Regions from separate parts of the Mus musculus genome. Here all the other regions are linked to region 1. A link is a contact called in public Micro-C and promoter capture Hi-C data. All regions are on one chromosome and are shown on one strand. Each heading gives the region's core, a stretch centred on a gene start, on an enhancer-like site or on the middle of the called end of the contact. The rest is flanking DNA. Distances are from core to core; before and after follow the strand shown.

The links. A called contact is a pair of places that touch in the nucleus more often than the background predicts. Capture Hi-C pulls out chosen DNA fragments and counts their contacts.
Region 2: a contact with region 1 is called in a Micro-C map of brown adipocytes, with 5 times the contacts expected there. The contact joins the promoter of Apon here to the promoter of Esyt1 in region 1. A contact is called at or near these places in 9 of 39 promoter capture datasets (the 3T3-L1 cell line, cranial neural crest, frontonasal cranial neural crest and 6 more), 1 of 484 Hi-C or Micro-C datasets (brown adipocytes), 2 of 115 datasets of contacts at active chromatin or transcription factors (bone marrow-derived macrophages and pancreatic cancer cells) and 3 of 9 other capture datasets (adipose tissue, embryonic stem cells and liver).
Region 3: a promoter capture Hi-C map of adipose tissue shows a contact between it and region 1, with 2.7 times the contacts expected there. The contact joins the promoter of Atp5b here to the promoter of Esyt1 in region 1. A contact is called at or near these places in 3 of 484 Hi-C or Micro-C datasets (B cells, embryonic stem cells and pro-B cells), 7 of 115 datasets of contacts at active chromatin or transcription factors (the SCID.adh cell line, cardiomyocytes, embryonic stem cells and 4 more) and 2 of 9 other capture datasets (adipose tissue and liver).

The regions. Positions count from the first base shown.
Region 1 is chr10:128,524,092-128,527,297 of GRCm38.p6, forward strand. It overlaps Esyt1 (extended synaptotagmin-like protein 1), which reads right to left and starts at 1,768. Exons shown (of 31, transcript NM_011843.2): 1 at 1,373-1,768. The coding sequence starts at 1,732.
Region 2 is chr10:128,252,443-128,255,845 of GRCm38.p6, forward strand. It overlaps Apon (apolipoprotein N), which reads left to right and starts at 1,689. Exons shown (of 2, transcript NM_133996.3): 1 at 1,689-1,839; 2 at 1,993-3,403. The coding sequence starts at 2,013. The coding sequence ends at 2,768. It overlaps Timeless (timeless circadian clock 1), which reads left to right. Exons shown (of 29, transcript NM_001164081.1): 29 at 1-499.
Region 3 is chr10:128,081,585-128,084,814 of GRCm38.p6, forward strand. Atp5b (ATP synthase, H+ transporting mitochondrial F1 complex, beta subunit) reads left to right here and starts at 1,723. Exons shown (of 10, transcript NM_016774.3): 1 at 1,723-1,869; 2 at 2,308-2,490; 3 at 2,713-2,887. The coding sequence starts at 1,743. Snord59a (a small nucleolar RNA gene) reads left to right here and starts at 2,558; the gene lies at 2,558-2,632.

The DNA.
Region 1 (3,206 bases), core at 518-3,017:
GGGTAGGATGTGGGGCCACATAGAGATGCTTCAGCTAGCTCAGAGATGCGAAATGGCAGCTTCTGGGGCCAAGGAGGGGGAGGGGGAGGAGTCTTGAAGAGAAGGGTACATTCTTTCAGGAGGAGATCCTGTCAAATCAGAACTCCGGGGAATCCTGGGATGAAGAAGTCCTAGTTCCTTTGTCCAGCCTTCCCTGCTCCCCTGGGACCGGGCGTGGGCTCCAGTATAAGAAGGTGAAGAAGAAACCAAACCCTGATAACCTAGAGACTGGCAGGAAGTCTTAGGCCTGGTGCGCTGGTGCGCTAGTGCCTGCGCAAGCCTCCGCACTCTCTCCCTCATTCCTTTCCTCCCTAGCTCCTTTCTCTTTCTTCCTGAGTGGGAAAGGACACCTGTGCTGTACACGGAGGTAGGGAGGTGTTGGGTTAATTCCAAGGATAAAGAGTAGCAATAACAGTTGCTACTTAGGGCACATGAAACCGTTTCTTCTTCTTTTCTCTCCAGGGAATGGCAAGTGTGACTGGTGTCTGCCTCTCTCTACCTGTCACCTCTAAGTGAGAAGAGTAGGGAGGGTACCCCAAAGGGGTTGGTAACCCGCTCAGCTTAGCAAGGTCAGAGGGAGGCATCTTTTCAGCCCAGGAGACAGGGTATAGTAATGAGGGCCTGGGTCGGCTGAGCAAACGAGCGAGCGAAGGCTGCTCACAGTCCGGAAAAGGGTGGGGCCGCCCTGGGTACGAGTAAAAAGGAGCAGCGGGAACTACAGCTGCCGCACTACCCTCTTCCCAGAACCTCCTCCTCCCTTAGCCCAGCAGCCCGGCTGGCTTGAGGCTGGAAGGCGACCGCGATAGGTCATTTCCAGGTGCTGGGACTCAGCGGAACAATGCTTGCAGGGCTGGGTCTCAGCGGGTACCTAGAGACAAGGCAGGAAACGGAAAACCCTAATGCCCTGAAGTAGATAAAAAGCCTTGAAAGCGCTAGCAAAGGCGGGGGAACCTCTGAGCCATCGCGGGGTGGGGGGTGGAGGGATCCCCAGAGGCAGCGCGGCAAAGGCGCGAGTGGCACCAGAAGTCAGGAGGAGCGAGCATTCTACACGCTTGGCTGGGAGCGGCAGCTCAGATGTACTGCTGTAGTCCGAGGAGACGGAGGAAGAAGTCCCGATTCCGTGGAAGGATCCGCTCTGCGGCAAGGGTGGGCGGGGAGAGTGGGTGGCCGCGTCCAGGAGTGGTGCGTCCCAGCACACAAGCGCTAACGGGACGATGCAAAGTCTGGGGGCCCGCTGTCCTAGGTGGGGGAGCTGACTTTGTAGGGTGGGAGAGCCCCAAGTTGAGGGGCTAGGAAGAGCTATACTGCACCAAGGGCTGAAGTGGTAACTCACCCAGGCAGGTAGTTCCCGGTGGCTCATATAAAGCGTCTCTGCGGTGATCCGCTCCTCGTCATCCAGCAGCTGCCTCGCTGCCCTCAGGCTCCGTTCTTTCCCATCGCGGACCCGGCGCCAGCCCAAGTACAGGGCGAGGCCGAAAAGCACGAAACCTACGCTAAGACCCGCTGCCCCTGCCAGGTACACCGGCACCAGCACCAACAAGCGGCGCCCGAAGGAAGTCAGCACCGCCAGGGCCTCGCTCGCCGCACCTGGGCCGGCAGGTGGGACCCCGGAGCCCCCGTCCCGCGTGGAGTCCGTGGCAGGGGGCTGCCCTGACGGCTCGGGGCTGGCGCCCTCTTCAGGGGAGTGCTCCATGGGGCAGCTTCTGGGAGTGCCCGCCCGAGCAGCTGCAGGCAGCTCAGTGTCTGGTCCAGCTCCCCCCCAGTAATATATGGTGCTCCCCCCGGGACCTCAAGCCCCGCCCCGCCCCTGCCTGTTGGGGCAGCGCCGCGTAGACTTGGGAAGCTAGAGAGGACTTGGGATGGCAGGGCCTCCGTGATTGGACCAGAGGGTCAAGATGGGAGGGTTGGATGGCGGGAAAAGGGGGGGAAAGAAACCAAAAGACAGTATTTGACTGGTCACGGAGAGAACGGGGCGTAGCGTCCCACTTAAGAGGCGGGAGCAGCTGCTCCTCCCACGTGGGATTGGAGCGCCTGTGGAGTTACGTCATGCAGAGCCGCTACTCTAATTACTGAGTTCAGAGTGAGCTAGAGTTGAGGGTGTATCTCTCCACACGTTCAAATGGTTTGGCAGGGTTTGGTCTGAATCTTAAATATTCTTTGTCAACTTTCCCAGCGTTTGATACTCAGAGAACGTTCGTTTTTGCCTCTAAGAATATTCTTTGAGTTTTTACTGGCTGCCCTTGCGAAACGTTAGGGAAATTAGACCGATTTAGAACGAAAGTCTAGGATGACCGACCCTGTCTAGCGGCCCTGTCTGTGCTGTCCTCAGTCCCCCTATCTTGTCCGTGAAAAGGAACAAGTCAGCGACAGCTGGGGCGTGATGAACATTAGAGTTCTAATACTCCAGTCTTGAAGAAGTGGGGTGAGGGGAGGAGATCGGTAGATAAGTGAGATTTTGTTTCTTTTTAGAATCCAGAGTTAGTCATCTCTATCATAGAGGGCCGATTAAGATTATAGTCAGGGAGGGGCGGTGTTCAACGGCAGCAGTAATTATTACATTTTGCAATAGTTTCCTGATGCTGACCAAAATCAGGTCGGGGAGGAAAAGGTCTGTTTGACTTACACTTCCATATCATAGTCCATCATTGAAGGGAGTCCAGGCAGGAACTGAAACCGGGCTGGAACCTGGAGGCAAGAGCTGATGCAGAGGCCATGGGGGGCGGGGGACGGGGTGCTGCTCACTGGCTTGCTAAACCGGCTTTCTTTCTTTCTTTCTTTCTTTCTTTCTTTCTTTAAGATTTATTTATTATATGTAAGTACACTGTAGCTGTCTTCAGACACCCCAGAAGAGGGAGTCAGATCTTGTTACGGATGGTTGTGAGCCACCATGTGGTTGCTGGGATTTGAACTCCGGACCTTCGGAAGAGCAGTCGGGTGCTCTTACCCACTGAGCCATCTCACCAGCCCCCGGCTTTCTTATAGAACCTAGGACCAGCAGCCCAGGGATGGCCCCCGCCAACCATGGGCTGGGCCCTTCCCTATCAATTAAGGAAATGTTCTACATAGAGGTTTGCCTACAGATCTTATGGAGGCTTCGTCTCAATCAACGTTCCTTCCTCTCAGACGACCCTAGACTATGTCAAGTTGATATAAAACTAGCCAGCACC
Region 2 (3,403 bases), core at 439-2,938, 270 kb before region 1:
AAATGAAGAGTGGCGAAAGGTTCAAGGTGGCTTGTCCTCCTCTAAGGACTGCGTCTTGGCTTCTGACGGGGAGCTTTATAACCCAGCACGGTTGTTCATTCTGTCCTCACAAAGCACTGGATTGCTCCCATTTTCTTTCTTTCATCCCAGGACACATGATTGAACCCGTTTCTACAGTTGAGGGAGAGCTGGGATGCACCACTCTCAAGCTGACAAGCATCCCTGATTTGTGTTTCATATTAAATGTGTACAATTAACAGTTGCTCATCTCAGAGCGGCCAGCCAGCCATCTGTTGTGTCTTCGGAAGAACTTTTAAGAGTAAAATTAAAAGACATGTCCTGAACTGAGCTTGGTAGTGTGAGCTAATCCCATCGTGTGGGAGACAGAGGCAAGAGAATTGCCATGAGGGAGAGGAAAGAGTCATATAGCCCTACGCGTGGGCCAATAAATGTAATTTAAAAAATCAGCTTGATAATAAATATAATTTTTAAAAAAAGAGACTTTTGTTGTCTTCCTCCTCCTCTTCCTTCTCCTCCTCCTCTTCCTCTTCTTCCTCCTCTTCCTCTTCTTCCTCTTATCCACAAGTAACAAGATGCTTCATCTTGCTGACCACAGGGTACATGCCTGTTGGTTCAGCTCCTCATGAGGCTTTGATAAAATCTCAAAAAAAATCCCTTTTACCCACGAGTCTGAGACTGTGTCTTGAAACAAAACAGGTATGGTGGTGGCTCATGCCTATAATCCCAGCACTCTGGAGACTAAAGCAAGAATACTTAGACTATATAGGAAGTTAGGCCAGCTTAGGTTATAAAGTGTCCAAAAAAATTAGAAGGCAGCCAGAAGAGTGATGGTAGCTCATACCTTTAATCTCAGCACTTGGAGGCAGAGGCCTTGTGTTCAAGGCCAGCCTGGTCTACCTAGCTCCAGGGCAGCCAGGACTATCTCAACAAAAAAGTAAATAGGGGTTGGAGAGATGGTTCAGTGGTTAAGAACATGTAAGACTCTCTCCAAAGGAGTAGAATTTTTAGTCCTTGCAACCATGTCAGGTGGCTTACAACTGGCTGTAACTCCAGCTCATCTGGCCTCTGTGGGCATTCGCCTTGAATCCCAGCACTTAAAAGGCAGACACAGGCATATCTCTGAGTTTGAGGCCAGCCTGGTCTACAGATTGAGTTCTAGGACAGCCAGGGCTACAAAGAGAAAGCCTGTCTTGAAACAACAACCACAAAAACCTTACCAAACAAACAAAAAAAACAATAAAGGTAAAAACTCAAAAGACTGCTCTGGTAATAACTTGATTTGATTTGCTGTAGGTTCTATTTTTCAAATTTTTTGATTGGGAAATCTTTAAAGTAAACATGACACATGGACTGGGAATGTAGCCCAGTTGGTAATGTGCTTGCCTAACATGCATAAATCCTTGGAGTTGATTCCCAGTACCACGGCAACTGCACCTGGTTGCAGATTCCCATAAATCCCCGTACTGGGGTTATAGTGGCAGAAGGATCAGAATCCAAGGTCATCCTTGGCTAACTAGTTGAATTCCAAGCCAGCTAGGGCTACAGAAGGCCCAGTCTCAAAAGAGAACAAACTTTCCACTGCCTAGAGGCTACAGAGACTGGACTATGGTCTAGGGACCGCCTAGCCACAAAGGAGGAGCCTTGCCTGTCAGGATGGGGCAATAGCTGGTCAGATAAAGTCTACCCAAAGAGAGGTGGTAAATACTTGTTTCCAGTCATCACCTACAAGAAGTTAACCTCTGGAAGGTAGCCGCTCCAACTAGGGACCTACTGAGTGAGACAGAGAACCACTTCATTCCTCTGCTGCTTGCCAGACAGGTGAGGGTAACAGCCTCTAAGAGGCCCCCTCTTATGTCCAGGGAAACTGAAGTCTCTAATGACCAGGACTCTACCAAACTCTGACCATTCTTGGTGCCTGTTCCTGTTGAATATTTGCGCCCTCCTCACCTGAGCTCTGCTCCTTCACAACAGGGCTGTCCTGTGGACCCACCATGATCCAGGCTGCATTGCTTCTTGGCTGTATCTTACTGTCCCCGGTGACCGCCTTTCCGTGGAAGACGCAGAATGGCAGCCTGCCAGCCGTCACAAGAACTGAACCCACATCAAATGTGCTCCCCAACAAGATTCCTCCTCCAACCCCCATTACCTGTCGGGACCTCTTGTACACGGTGCTCCCCGCTGCTCCTCTGTCTGAGTTCTTGTCCCTCTTAGCCCTGAGAGTTGTCCTGGAAAACATTGGCTGCCCTGCCGAGGCCTACAGTCTGCAGCTTCGGATCAGTGAAATGGGAGGAAAAGACAGCGCGGAAACCCTGGTCCTCCAGAGTCAAAAGAGTAGCCAGGAGGAAGGGATCGGCAACAATGAAGTCATTCTGAGGCATCTGGTGCCATCCCCTGGGGATATGAGGAGGGTCCGGCGCTCAGTTACCCTGCCTGAGGCGTGCACCTATGAACCCGGGTGGGTGTTGTACGATATGGCCCAGGTGCTGCTGGAGACGGCGAACAAGCTCCCTCCTATTGACCTAGTAAGAGAGTTCAAGGCCTCTGTAGTCAATGTCACCCAGCACTGTACCATGGAGTCTTGGGAAAGTATGAATGAAGTAGCCAGGAGGCTGATGAGTAGCCCAGAACTTAAAGACGCCAAGATTCCCGTTGAAGATCGAGTATACCTCGTTGCTCAGCTTGCAGTCGTTTTAAAGCGTATTTTTGTGAACCTTGTGTGGGAATATTTTCAGACCTATTTTGGATAGACACGGCCTCCTAGGCATGGAATGAACTTTCTCATAGCCCTTTAGTAGGTGTGCACACAGCAGCTGCCCACGGTGTGTAGCTAGACGCTGGCTGCATTTTACAAATTCATACATTGTCTTCCTTTGATCCTAATGTGTGAAGACACTTGATATGACTTCAGTCTTTCAGTTTCTAAATGCTATGGGTATTGCAATTTCCCTCTTTAATACTTTTTAATTCCTTGCTTAATGCTTTTTAATTTCCCAGCTGAATTCTGGGCCTTGGTTGTATTCATATTGTTTTGGGATATTAAGGAAAGGAAGGTTTGTTGTTTTGTTTTGTTTTGTTTTTGAGACAGGGTCTGCCTGGGTAACTCTGTCTATCTTGGAACTCAGAGATCCACCTGCCTTTGCCTCCACCTGCTGAGATTAAAGGTGTGCACCACCATGTCTGTATTTGTTCTGGTATTTTGAGATTGTCTTGCTTTGTGGCCATTGCCCTTACTATATAGCCCAGGCCAGCCTCAAATTTATGGGACTCCTACTTCAGCTTTCCAAGTGCTAGAATTATAGACCTGTGCCCTCACTTCTGTTTTTGTAGTGTTGGGGTTGAACCCAGGGACTCAGGAATACTAGACAAGCCGTTCACCACTAAG
Region 3 (3,230 bases), core at 473-2,972, 440 kb before region 1:
GAGATGGTGTTGGATCCCTGGAATTATAGGCAGTTGCCAGCTGCACAATGTGCATACTGGGAACTGAGCTCCAGTCCTCTGTGAGAGCAGTGCATGGTTTTATCCACTGAGACGTCTCACCAGACAGCCTCTTGACTCTCTGCATTACATCCTCCGATCCTCTTATTACCCTTCAGCCCCATATTTCTTTCTTCTACTTGCTAATCATATGCTGACATTCTTTTTGGTTCTTTTCTGTCTGAATTTTATGATTTTTTTTTTTACTTATTGCCACGCAGTGTTATCCAGTAGGCTGGCCTCCAACTCATTGTGTAGCCCAGGATGATTTTAAACTCCTGCCTCCCCCTCTCTAGTGCTGGTGTCACAGAAGTGCAACATCTTGTCCTGCATTGGGCTCTTCCTTACTTAGCAAGGTTATTAGATGTTATCTTAAGAATGGGGAGGCTGAGTCCAAGGCATGCCTGAACCACAGCAAGACTGTTTCAATAACACATGCATGTAATTGCTGAGGAGGATATGGGTGCGTTCCTTTGTTCCCCGCTACAGCCTTTGCCAGCTCTCCACTGTCAGACTGAGAACTTTTTTCATCATCATGCAGAAAAATGGGAAGTACTGGAGGATGCTAGGAAGTAAAAAGGTGCAATACTACAACTTTGTGTATCCTCATAGGAAGACCAAGGGCTTCCCTGTTAGAGCTCCACCCCATCCCCATTGTTGCTGGCAAGGATATCATTGATTCTGTGACTTTCCATCCTAGAGCAACACACACTTCTGGCCAGCCTCCACTTTCATTCAAAAGTCCTTTGAGACCTGGCATCATCTCCCTATAGGGTCGGATTTCGTTTTTTTTTTTTTTTTTTTTTTTTTTGCCTTATCTACAACCAAACCGAAGAAATGTGGTTTCAGGCAAAGGCTCGCTTAGCGTATTCTTCCTTTCTACTTTACTTTACGGATTTCTGCACACACATATCACAGCAAAGGTCTATTACTTCTGACCTTTCATTTTGTGTTTGAGACAGGGTCTCAAGGGGCTTCAGTTGGCTCCTGGAATCTTGAGCCTTCACCTGTCAAGTTCTGGAATTACAGGGTTCTGTCAGTACGTCTGCTTAGGGCAATTCTTTACATAAGTAGGTGACTCTAAATTACCCCTCGAGTGTTATAAATAAATAACCTTGTCTCCTCGATGCAGAACGTCTGTCGAAGGATGGGTCGCTTTAGTTTCTTTCGTTGCACGGATTTATATGATAAAGAGCCTCCAGGTTTCGGACCTGCTGGGCCGCCTGGAAACTTCCACCCTCACTACTGTCGAGGAAACCCCACGTTTTGGAGCCACAGAAGGTTCCTGACTTTCAGGACGCCGCCACTCAACCTTAGCGGCTGTCACCTAACTCAAGGTCCAAGGACAGTCAAAGACGGCCTAGTGCACAGGTTCAACGGAACCCCGCCCCTTTATTTCAACGTAGTTCCGCCAAAAACCTCTCCTACTGACGTTCCCATGGGCCAATTAGGTTTCGAGGCTTAGAGGGCGGCTCCTCCAATTAAAAAAGAGAATTTTCAGATTGGCACCAGTTTAGACCAATAGCTGATAAGCTCCGAGTTTTTTTACCCTATAGAAGCGTTAGTGGTGATGACGAACAGCAAAATCACCCAATTACTGTGCCTACGGCGGAGGTTGCCCCGCCCCAGCTGCAGGACCGGCGGAGAGGACCGCTTCGGCGCTCAGTCTCCACCCGGATTCCGCCATGTTGAGTCTTGTGGGGCGTGTGGCCTCGGCCTCGGCCTCCGGGGCCTTGCGGGGACTCAGCCCTTCGGCGGCTCTGCCACAGGCGCAGCTTCTACTGCGAGCTGCTCCCGCCGGGGTTCATCCTGGTAAGCGCCTTCCTGGAGGAGCTAGTTCGGTTCTTCTCCCCGTGACCTTGAGCTTGGGCCTATCGGATCCGTTCTCCATAAGGATTCCCGGGCAGCGGACTACTGTCCAGCCGAGGAGTGCAAGGACAGTCGCCCGTGGGAGCGTTGATATAACCAGCAGCGTCCCATTTTGTGAGGCTAGAGTGGCCGGCAGCTGCCTCGACCTTGAGGTTTTGAGGGGGATACCAAACTCGAGAATAATGGCGGTTCTGTGCACGAGGTCGGGAAAACAGTGCGGGTGGGTTCCCGATTGCAGCGTGCCCTTCTCCATGCCTCCTCCTATCTTGCAGGAGACTTAGTCTGGGCTCAGCTAACCTTCCCTCGGGGGATAAATCTGGGATTCGGGTGACCTTAAGCTGTCCTAACACCAACGCCTTCCAATACCTTTTTGTCTGCTAGCCAGAGACTATGCGGCGCAGGCGTCTGCGGCCCCGAAGGCAGGCACTGCCACCGGGCGAATCGTGGCAGTCATCGGCGCTGTGGTGGACGTCCAGTTCGATGAGGGATTACCACCCATCCTAAATGCCCTGGAAGTGCAAGGCAGGGACAGCAGACTGGTTTTGGAGGTGGCCCAGCATTTGGGTAAGTAGGACGTTTTAGAGGTGGGAAAGAGCTTGTTAGGCTTAAATAACACGAGATCGTGCCATCTCCATTCTGTGATGACTTTACCAAATGACTTTCGTTCTTCTGAGTTTGCTGAAGCCACACTCAGGTGCTGAGAGGGGAGGCCTGTTTGCTTTTGATCACCCTTCATTACATACTGTTAGGTTTTGGTGCTTATAACGTGTTAATGCTGATTGACAGGGGAGAGCACGGTCAGAACTATTGCTATGGATGGCACTGAAGGCTTGGTTAGAGGCCAGAAAGTACTGGATTCAGGGGCACCAATCAAAATTCCTGTTGGTCCTGAGACCTTGGGCAGAATCATGAATGTCATTGGAGAACCTATTGATGAGAGAGGTCCTATCAAAACCAAACAGTAAGTTTCTCTCACTGCATTTGTGAACATGGGAACCTTTTCTTGCAGTTGTACACATGGGGTAATAACTGGTAGTAAAGCAACATTTTCCTACAGTACTACTTCCATTTCTGTTGTATTCAGTTATTGAAAATGAAGATACAGAAGTTTGGATTGTTGAAAACTTGCTACATAGAACCCCCTGTTACTTTTTTTAAAGCTGTGTTACATTATGGATTCTCTAAAATTTACAGGTTTTTATTTTCTTATTGTTATATAAAGAAACTTTGTTATATTAAGTTCAGTAAAAGGAAAATATCAAAAAAGAGGATTATTTGTTCTTGAGACTTTTTTTTTTTGGTTT